Linked DNA regions of Mus musculus: all the other regions are linked to region 3. A link is a contact called in public HiChIP or PLAC-seq data. All regions are on one chromosome and are shown on one strand. Each heading gives the region's core, a stretch centred on a gene start, on an enhancer-like site or on the middle of the called end of the contact. The rest is flanking DNA. Distances are from core to core; before and after follow the strand shown. Region 1 holds the start of Spdye4b (speedy/RINGO cell cycle regulator family, member E4B). Region 2 overlaps Gm17135 (a long non-coding RNA gene). Region 3 holds the start of Cyth3 (cytohesin 3).

Region 1 (3,060 bases), core at 333-2,832, 440 kb before region 3:
TACATTACAAAGGAGTCAGAAAAAAAAAAATTACAAACGGGAAAAACTTACCTTTGATCTGCTCATGTTCTGCTCCTCTTGGGGGAACTGTAGACACTGCTGACTGACCTGCTGGAGGAAAAGCTCGCTGAAATCGGAGATTAACTGGTCTACACAGGGACATGTCTCTCGCCTGGGAACCACCAAGTGAAATCGCAGCTTATACACACTGCAGAGGTGATAGGAAGGAAATCACAAACCTAACTCCAACAGGTGGAATGGGGGGTGGGAGGCGAGGGGGGGCGGGTACAGTTCTATGATGAACACTACGCTGCCTTCTTTTTATCCACGGGCATTTGGTGTAAAGGTGGGGGAAACAAGGGTACTTATTTTATTTCCTATTCAAACTGTTGCAAAATATGTCACAGTGAATGAGGATTCTGGGCACTATATATATATATATCTGGGATCCATGTTCCATGAGGTGACATACATGCAATCCCAACTCTCTGGAGGCGGAGACGGGAGGATCACCCACTACCAGAACAATATGTGCCACAAGGAATCCACGCCTCAAAAAAACTAAAACACAAAAAGGAAAAATGGTCCAGATGGATAGACGTCCGACAAACAGGGATAAAGCGTGGTTTGTTTTCAAACTATCCAACTAAACTTGGTTACTGCTGCATATCTTAAAAAGGGACTAAGGGAAGAAACTAGAAAACAATGGCACTCATTTCAACACAACCTTGATTAAGTCTCACACCTGTCGCAGACTCAGTCTTCCTTCACGAGCAGAAAGAAGTAAAAGCAGATTTTGAGCACTAGACCATTACGATGCCTCAAGGGCAGACTCGGGGGGGGGGGGGACCACAGACAGAGCAAGAGAGCTGATGGACGCTGAGTGACACCGTGGGAATCTGGAGCCCTTGAGTTCTTCAGTGCCTGCACTCTGTCCTCGGGACTGACCGTGCAGCCCAAAGCGATGCAGCTGTCCCGCTGTCAGCCCGACCACCTCGACCCTCCCAGGCGCCGCAAGCTGGGGACAGCGGGGTGCCCGGGTGAACTGACTGGGCACCATCTGTGCCCAGCATCCCTCCCGCAGCCCCGATCGCTCTGCGCCCTCGGGCCTCACCGAGCAGGCGTCTCCGCTGCCCCTGTCAGCCTCCGCGCCGAGCTCTCGCTAGGCCTCCCTAGCCCGCACAGCCGAGTCTGTTCGCTGCCGCCCCGGAAGCTCCGGCCTCGGCCCTGCAGGCTCGGCAACTCCAGCTTAGCGAACGCAAAGGCTGCGGGAGGGAAGGTAGCCTCGACACACCAGACCTGCAGGAAGTCACCACGGCGCAGTGGCCCAGCGCAAGCGCGGGCACGCGCACAGGCCGCGACGCGCATGTGCAGCATCTTCCCGGAAGTCCGAGTTCCAAGGCTCTCCTTTCTCCCCAAGAATTGCACAGAAACTCTGTGTCCCAGACGCCTTCGCGCGCCACTGCATCTAGGGATCCTCGCGCAAGAACTTACCTCCTCCCAGCAGTTTGGGGGAGGTGCTCTGAGAGCAATGGCTGCCTCCAGCCATGCTCTTACCTTCTTGTTTGTCCTCACTCCCTTTGAGCCTGGAGAAACGGCCTGCTGCGTGAAGTCCCAAGTCTTGTCCCTGGCTCAGGACTCCTAAAATAAGAGGAAGATTGTGTTAGAAGGAAAGAAAACTGAGTGTCATTCTCGATTAACCAAACTTCCTTGAAGTACTAGGTACAAGAAATAACCAGCTGTGCTTTACAAAGAAGGAGGCACAAACACTAATGGTGGGTTTCTAGAACATACGTCTAATGCCCAGAAACTCTAAAAAACAGAACCAGAAAGAGAACACAGAAAGAAGAAAACACCTACCTGCAATGTGATCTCTGAAAGGTGATATTTAGGGCCGGGCGACAATGACAGTTTTCAACGATGGTTACATTATGATGAACGGCTCCTCGATTTCTTATTGAATTAATGCAACGACGTTCTTGGCCTAGTTCTTCATAAAGACGTTGGCGTCAAAATTAATAACAAAGCCTGTCAATAGAAAAAGTTCTCTGCGCCGATGCAGAGAGTAACGTTTTCATCCCAGAAGCACCAAGCGCCTTGGAGCGCCAACCCTAGGTAATAAACTGCTGAGCAACCAGCAGGAGACAGAAGCATCACGAATCCCTCTCAGATGCTGCAGGGCACACATGGTCTCAGGAGAAAGGGTGAGCCCTCCTCCTCGGAAGGCCTGCACTGCCATGGGGCACCTTCTCCCAGGTTCTCACCTCACCTGGTCACTGAGGTGCCCACCTGAGCTGGCTCCTATCTCTTAAACCAAAAGCTTCCCTTCCCCGTGGCAAGCAGGGGTTACGTCTCTGAATGAGGGGCCTGGGCTAAACTCCCCAGGTGACAGGGAGATAGGAACACTCTTTTCTCCAGGTTTACATTGCACAGATGGGACTCAGGCCTTTCAGAAAAGGAATTCCTTGCTTGCAGTGAGGACATTCAAGCTCATATAATTTTTGTATTGAGAGAAGATTTCGGTTTGTACACACATACGGAACAAGGGTTGCCAGTCAACAGACTGAGATCCTTCTGCTCTGCACAGATAGGAGAAGCTCAACCTGTGTGGGCCATCCTAGGTCTACTGGCTGGACCAGCAGGCCTACAGGCTTTCAGCTCCAAGTCCTGACCTAGGGCTCTATTGCCTCAGGCTTTAGAAACTAGACACTTAACGTCCTAGCCTTTCACCCACCAGTGACCCTGGCACCCGGCAGTTGTTGTAATATGTGGCCTCCAGCAGAAGCAGCAGGCAGCAAGTGTCCCTGCTAGTGATAATGATCCTAGATGGACATCAGGTATAGTGAGTGACCTCTCAACTACTACAGACAGGACTGGAACAGCTCTTGAGTCCAAGGTAGATTCATAAGTTCCCCAGGTGACAGGGTTGTTCTCTTCCTTGAGGTTTGCAATGCATAGAAAGGGGCTCTTGGGTCTTTCAGAAAAGGAAGTTCTTTCTTGAAACAAGGGCAGAAAGTATATGTAACTAAAAAGGAGAGAGAGAGAGAGAGAGAGAGACAG
Region 2 (2,946 bases), core at 93-2,592, 340 kb after region 3:
GGCTTCTCTTGAACTCCCCCGGGGCATCAGGCATGAATATGGTGCATACAGTCATTCAGGCAAAACACTCATACACATAAAAGAAAAGAAATATCTTTCCAAATACAAACATATTTTCAGCGGGTCAGGACTGCACTACAGGGGAACACTTGCCTCGGGTTCCCAGCACGGGGAAACACATAAAAAGTGTTGCTCAGCAGGCAGTATGTTTAAAATGTCTTAGTTTGGAAGTCAAGTATGGTGTTAAGTTCCTGTAGTCCCAGCACTTGAGAGGCTAAGGCAGGAGGGTCAGCTGTTCAAGGTCAGCCAAGAGCTAGTAAGATCCTGTTTCAAAGAACCAATGTTGTTAGTTTGAAAAAACAATCAGCAGGTTCTTTTTTTTTTTTTTTTTTCTTTTGGTTTTTCGAGACAGGGTTTCTCTGTTGTAGCCCTGGCTGTCTTAGAACTCACTCTGTAGACCAGGCTAGCCTCGAACTCAGAAATCTGCCTGCCTCTGCCTCCCAAGTGCTGGGATTAAAGGCGTGTGCCACCACCGCCCGGCCCATAATATATTTAATTTATACTTAAATATTAATGAGAGAGTTGTAATGTATGGTTTTGTGTGTCAACTTGACACAAGCTGGAGTTATCACAGAGAAAGGAGCCTCCCTTGAGGAAATGCCTCCAGGAGATCCAGCTGTAAGGCATTTTCTCAATTAGTGATCAATGAGGGAAGGGCCCATTATGGGTGGTGCCATCTCTGGGCTGGTAATCTTGGGTTCTATAAGAAAGCAAACTGAGCAAGCCAGTAAGTCACATCCCTCCATGGCTCTGCATCAGCTCCTGCTTCCTGACCTGCCTGAGTTCCAGTCCTGACTTCCTTTGTTGATGAACAGCAGTGTGGAAGTGTAAGCTAAATAAATCCTTTCCTCCCCATGATGTTCATGCAGGAATAGAAAACCCTGACTAAGACAAGAGTATTTAATAATTTAACAGAATTGTGTGTGTGTGTGTGTGTGTGAGAGAGAGAGAGAGAGAGAGAGAAACCTAGTGTCTAAATGTAGGGAGACGTGTTTAAAATATGTGGTTTGGAGGTGGAATATCACACAAGTGTCCCCTTCCTTCCTCACCCTCATTTCTTACTGAGGAAATAACTCATTTGTCTTTACAGAGGTCGGGCATGCTGGTTTTCACCGGCTGCGTCCTCATGTCAGGCTATGTCCTTTCCTCACAAGTCCAGGAAAGCACCGGTTAGAAACAGACATGACTGATCCGGGTGTTTTGTGTTCTGCACAGCCACAGGTGGTCACTGCCTTTGCCACTCTTTCCTTTTAATGACGGTGACTCACCAGTGGCTCACCTGGCATCAACCCAATGCTCTGCTTCCCAGGACCTTCACTTGTGGCCTTCGCAGCCCCAGGGGTCACTCCTCAGCGGTTAGTTAACAGCCGCTGTTTCACTAGAGACAGTACAATAACTTTCTCTCTCATTTCTTTTATATTAATTTGAAAAAATTTAAATTTGTGTATATACGTGTGTGCCTGTGTGTATGTGCACATGTGTGCAGGCACCCTTGAGGGTCACAAGACATGGGATCCTCTGGAGTCACAAGTGATTGTGAGCCACTTCCTATGGGTGCTGGCCAGCAAGGCTGAGGGATCTACCCTCCTCCACTTGGGTTGTGCTGGGACCATAGGTGTTGGCTGTGCTGATGGCTTTTTCACACCAACAGTAGGGACAGAACTCAGGTCCTCACTCTTGCAGAGCAAACATGTTACTGACAGAGCCAGCTTGCCAGCCGTTCGGTGATTCTTATCTAAAGAAGGGTCTCAATGTGTGTCCCAGGCTGGCCTCAAACTTGCAATCCCCCTCAGCACTGGGATTATAGCTCTAAAATAGTAAGTTTTTAAGGTACTGATTTCTGATACATTTCCTTAAGGTGTTCAGTCAGTCGCTGCCATTAACATCAGAATATATGCCCATGTATAATTACAGGCATCTATGTTGGTGTTACCTTTCTACAGGACTTTAGGATGATAAATAAAGACCTAACTGCGACCAAATTCATGACTGTGATAGCGGAGGACAACCCTTTCGTGTACGATGGAACTGACAGCAACTTCGAGCTTGAGGTTTGTAAAGTGTTGCTGGGAACAGTGCAGATCCAGTTTAAGCCGCGCGTCTCTAACGTACATGATTTACACATACAGAAACCCAGGGGGATGTACAGATGTACACAGCTGCCCTTTCAGGAATCGGGGATTACACTAGAAAGGGGCTGGGGAGGTGGCTCAGCTGGTAAAGTGCTTGCCCTGCAAGCATGGGGACCTGAGTTTGCTCCCTAGAACCCGTGAAGAAAGTCAGCTGTGGCGGTGCTCACCCATAAAACCAGTGCTGGGGAGGTGGGGACAGGAGGGTCAACCAGTGCGGCTAAATCAGTGAACCCCAAGCGAGTGAGAAACACCATCTCAAAAGCCGAGGTGGGGCGCAATAGAGGAAGACACTCGGAGATGGCCTCTGCCCCCCCCCCCAGACACTCGTGTAGCCCCTATACAGGACTAATAAATGAATCGGAAATCACCAATCACTTCCTGATCCACTCCAGCGTGTCGGAATAAACGAGGCCTCCCTGTGCTTCTTGTCATTGCAGCTGGTTTTCCTGGAATTCTTTGAAGCCCTCTTATGCTTCTCTCTCTGCTGCATGTTTGACCAGATGACTAGATCCTATCTAAAAGTCCCGTATGACGACATCACTACAAACCGATACGGCAGCACTCAGACGATACTGAACCAGGTGACAGACAATGTGGTAGAGTGTAGAACCTAGGCATGACTTGAGCCCGGTGGGTAGACTCTCAGTCAGAACTGGAGAGACACTGTCTAGTGCACAGAGGGATGCCTGCCCGAGAGCAAAGATACCAGGAGACAGCTTATAGGTCTGCACGCAATACTAAACAGGTCGGAGAG
Region 3 (3,031 bases), core at 257-2,756:
TTTTCTTTAATGCAATTTAATTCGAGCAGAAAGGCTTGGGAGGGCACACATGCAACGTTAAGGAGAAGTTACTGGAAACGAGACATACGGAATGAGAAAATCGAGCCATAGATTTGGAACAGGGGAGTACTGAGTCCGTCTGCCCAGCCCTGGGCTGTGCCCACGGGAAATTGAATTCAGAGCTCCTACTGCATCATAAATCCAGGGCAGCTGGCAGCAAGCCAAGGGAGACTAACGCTCAACTGCACGGGCATCTGACGCCAGACTGGCCAACCCCTGTACTAATGCTTTCTGAGAGCCGAGCCCCAGCTGTGCCGGACTGGGGTTAGGGTTCAACAGCATCACTATATTCATTTACCAACCTAATACTTTGTTAATTCTAAAATGCATCCAATCCGCAGGAAAAATGAGACTCCATTATTATTATACACCCAAAAGATAAAAGGCTGGAATTACCCTAACATTCTGAGGGTAAAGAAGGGAGGAGGTGGGGGTGGGGAGAGTCTTCTCATGGGCTCGTTTTCAGATGATGATGATGATGACTTCAGACAGAGACTCACTAGGTAGCCCTGGCTAACTTGGAACTCACTAAGCAGACTAAACCCACTAAGATTCTGTTGAGATTGGCTTGCTGTGGTCAAAGGTATTCGCCACCGCACCCAGTTTTTATTATTTTTAAAATAAACACTTAAAAAAAGATTTATTTAGCTGGGCATGGTGGCTCATCCTTTTAGCTCCAGCATTCAGGAGTCAAAGGCAGGAAGATCTCTGAGTTCAAGGTCAGCCTGGTCTACAGAGAAAGAGTTCCATGACATTGATGGCTATGCAGAGAAACCCTATCTCAAAAAGTTTTTTTAAAATTTTATTTTGTGTGTATCAGTGTTTTGCCCGCACATATATGTGTGCACTACAAGCATGCCTGATGTGGGTGGAGGTAAGAGTGTGCCAGATAACCGTCATATGAGTGCAGGTGCCCTTGGAGGCCGGAAGTATTGGATCCTTTTTGTAGTCATAGTTACAAGGGTTCTGTGGGTGCTGAGAACCAAACTCTGATTCTCTTCAAGAGCAGCGAGTGCTCTTAACAACAGAACTACATCCCCACACAATTATTACTGTGTGTATGTCATGTGTGGACGCCCACGCATGCTGCGGTCACAGTAAAACTTTATAGTCAGTTCTTTCCTTCTGCCTTTAAGTGGGGGCCACTTGAGCCAATCATCAGCCTTCCTTTTCAGATAGTTTCTCACTCCCTACTCTATGCATTTGCGAGTCGCAGCCCTTAGCCATCAGGTTTTGTAGAGCAGGGCGTCCTCGTGCTCCTGATAGACCCGGCTTCCTCTCCAGGATGCTCTAGAGGGGCAGACAGGAGGTTCGAGGGAGAGTGCTGCGCTGCAGGATCCAAGTCTCCTAGCTAAGCAGCTACTGCAGCTACTGCAAGGCCGGGCGGAGTCTGGTGGGCGGGACCGCTCGGCGTCTAGGCTCCGCCCACACCGACAGGGGAGGCGTGGTTTTGTGTCACGTGATGGCGCCGGAGCAGTGAGGCTCCGCCCGGCCCTCCGTGGAGGCCCGGCCGCGACCCGGGCCGCGCTCGCTGAGGAGCTCTCCGGTTCTCCCCGCGACCACTTCTCTTAGTCCCGGCGTTCAGCCCAGTCGCTCCCGCCGGCTCCGGGCTCGCCGGCTGGCGGGGAGTGGCCTCAAAATGGACGAAGGCGGTGGCGGTGAGGGCGGCAGCGGTGAGTGATGGAGGTGTGGCCGGCTCTCTGGGCGGCCCTGAGGCCGAGGGTCGCGCTGTTGAGAGCCCAGGCTTGAGACGTGGGGCCGGGTGTCGGGTGGGGTGGCGGCGACCGTGGGGAGGTGCGCGGGGTAAGGCGGGGACTCGGGCTTCGCTGCCCTGGTGAGAGGACATGTCGGAGACCGCGGGGTCGTCGCCCAGCGCGGTCGCGGGTCGCGGGTTCGAGGCCGGGGTCTCCGCAGCACAGCTCCAGGTCGCCTTTCTGAGATGGGGCCACTCTGCGGGGCGACCTTCCCAGCGTCTCATTGCCAAGGGCGTCCACGCCCTCCCTAGCCCAGCTGTTTCGGACGGGCCCCTCTCCTTTTCAGCTCTCCTCAGGTGTCTGGAGCTTGGGAGCTCCTGGATGGGGAGGGGAAAGTTTTCAATTTGGAGGACTCGGAGGGCCCGGAGGGTGGGGTGGATCGGTCGGGGGAGAGGAGGAAGGTTGGAAGTCATGACCACGTCTCTGATTTTTAGATCAGAAGTACTCATTGGGAATGGCTTAAAGGACATGAGGGGCAGGCAGCTCCAGTCCAGGTCTGAGTATGCATTTTTTTATCAAATAGAAAAGAAAAAATGCTACAGAGAAGGGGTCGGGTGTAAAAATAAAAAGGGGGCCAAATAGCACAAATGATAGAATCATTGTCTAGCATGCCCAGGACGCTGAGTTTGATCCCCAACACCACCAAATGGAAAATATAATTAAGAAATTAAAGGGGTCAGGTGGGATTCCTTTAAAGCCGAGGGTGGGATGCGGGAGCCACAGCAGCGAGACTGTTAGACTCCTGGACAGGTGCCTGTGACAGACACCCTTCCAGAGGTGGGCTATCAGTTCTCCGTGTTGCTCAGGCTGTATGTATGTGCCTGACTTTGAGTTCCACCCTGCTGCAAATGAGCCGGTTGCAAATTACTCAACGGAGTACAGATTCCTGTTGTGTCATTTCATGAATTTGGTTTCCCAAAACATCAAGAGTCACCGTTTGTGGAGTGGGACTTTACTTGAAGTAAGCAAAGGGTTAATAATGTACCCGTCATTTTTTACCCAAACACCCCAAGTTGAAGCTGTCTGGACTTTGAGGAACGATCTTCCTTTTTTGCTGACAGAATGATCAGAATCCCATGTAATAAGGGAGTGTTTAGGGGGAAAAAGAAGTCTTAATTACAGGCTGCTGGAGCAGCTGCCTGTAAGAATCAGCAGTATTGAAGACTTCCTCGTGAAGTGGTTAATCAAGGTGCCTTCTAGAATTCCAGAGCTTCTCA

What was found. HiChIP or PLAC-seq counts read pairs in DNA pulled down with a chosen protein or histone mark.
Region 1: a contact with region 3 is called in a FOXA1 HiChIP or PLAC-seq map of pancreatic cancer cells. The contact joins the promoter of Spdye4b here to the promoter of Cyth3 in region 3. A contact is called at or near these places in 2 of 115 datasets of contacts at active chromatin or transcription factors (double positive thymocytes and pancreatic cancer cells).
Region 2: an HNF4G HiChIP or PLAC-seq map of pancreatic cancer cells shows a contact between it and region 3. The contact joins the enhancer-like site here to the promoter of Cyth3 in region 3. A contact is called at or near these places in 4 of 39 promoter capture datasets (embryonic stem cells, pre-B cells and stem cell-derived epiblast-like cells), 1 of 15 datasets of contacts at CTCF or cohesin (the NIH/3T3 cell line), 4 of 115 datasets of contacts at active chromatin or transcription factors (embryonic stem cells and pancreatic cancer cells) and 1 of 9 other capture datasets (liver).

The regions. Positions count from the first base shown.
Region 1 is chr5:143,179,435-143,182,494 of GRCm38.p6, forward strand. It overlaps Spdye4b (speedy/RINGO cell cycle regulator family, member E4B), which reads left to right and starts at 1,583. Exons shown (of 8, transcript NM_001384193.1): 1 at 1,583-2,204. The coding sequence starts at 2,187. It overlaps Rbak (RB-associated KRAB zinc finger), which reads right to left and starts at 1,341. Exons shown (of 5, transcript NM_001045482.2): 1 at 1,115-1,341; 2 at 52-108. The coding sequence starts at 66.
Region 2 is chr5:143,964,474-143,967,419 of GRCm38.p6, forward strand. The region is part of intron 2 of Gm17135 (a long non-coding RNA gene); the gene reads right to left. It also overlaps a transcript of Pms2 not described here. Among named protein-coding and RNA genes, the nearest start is that of Gm17135, 15 kb to the right of the region's middle. Within about 2 kb of position 1,343, at least 5 of the 459 cell types and tissues checked have an H3K27ac peak or open chromatin away from gene starts, as enhancers often do. A contact at or near this core is called in pancreatic cancer cells, where this site is marked.
Region 3 is chr5:143,620,941-143,623,971 of GRCm38.p6, forward strand. It overlaps Cyth3 (cytohesin 3), which reads left to right and starts at 1,507. Exons shown (of 13, transcript NM_011182.4): 1 at 1,507-1,733. The coding sequence starts at 1,700.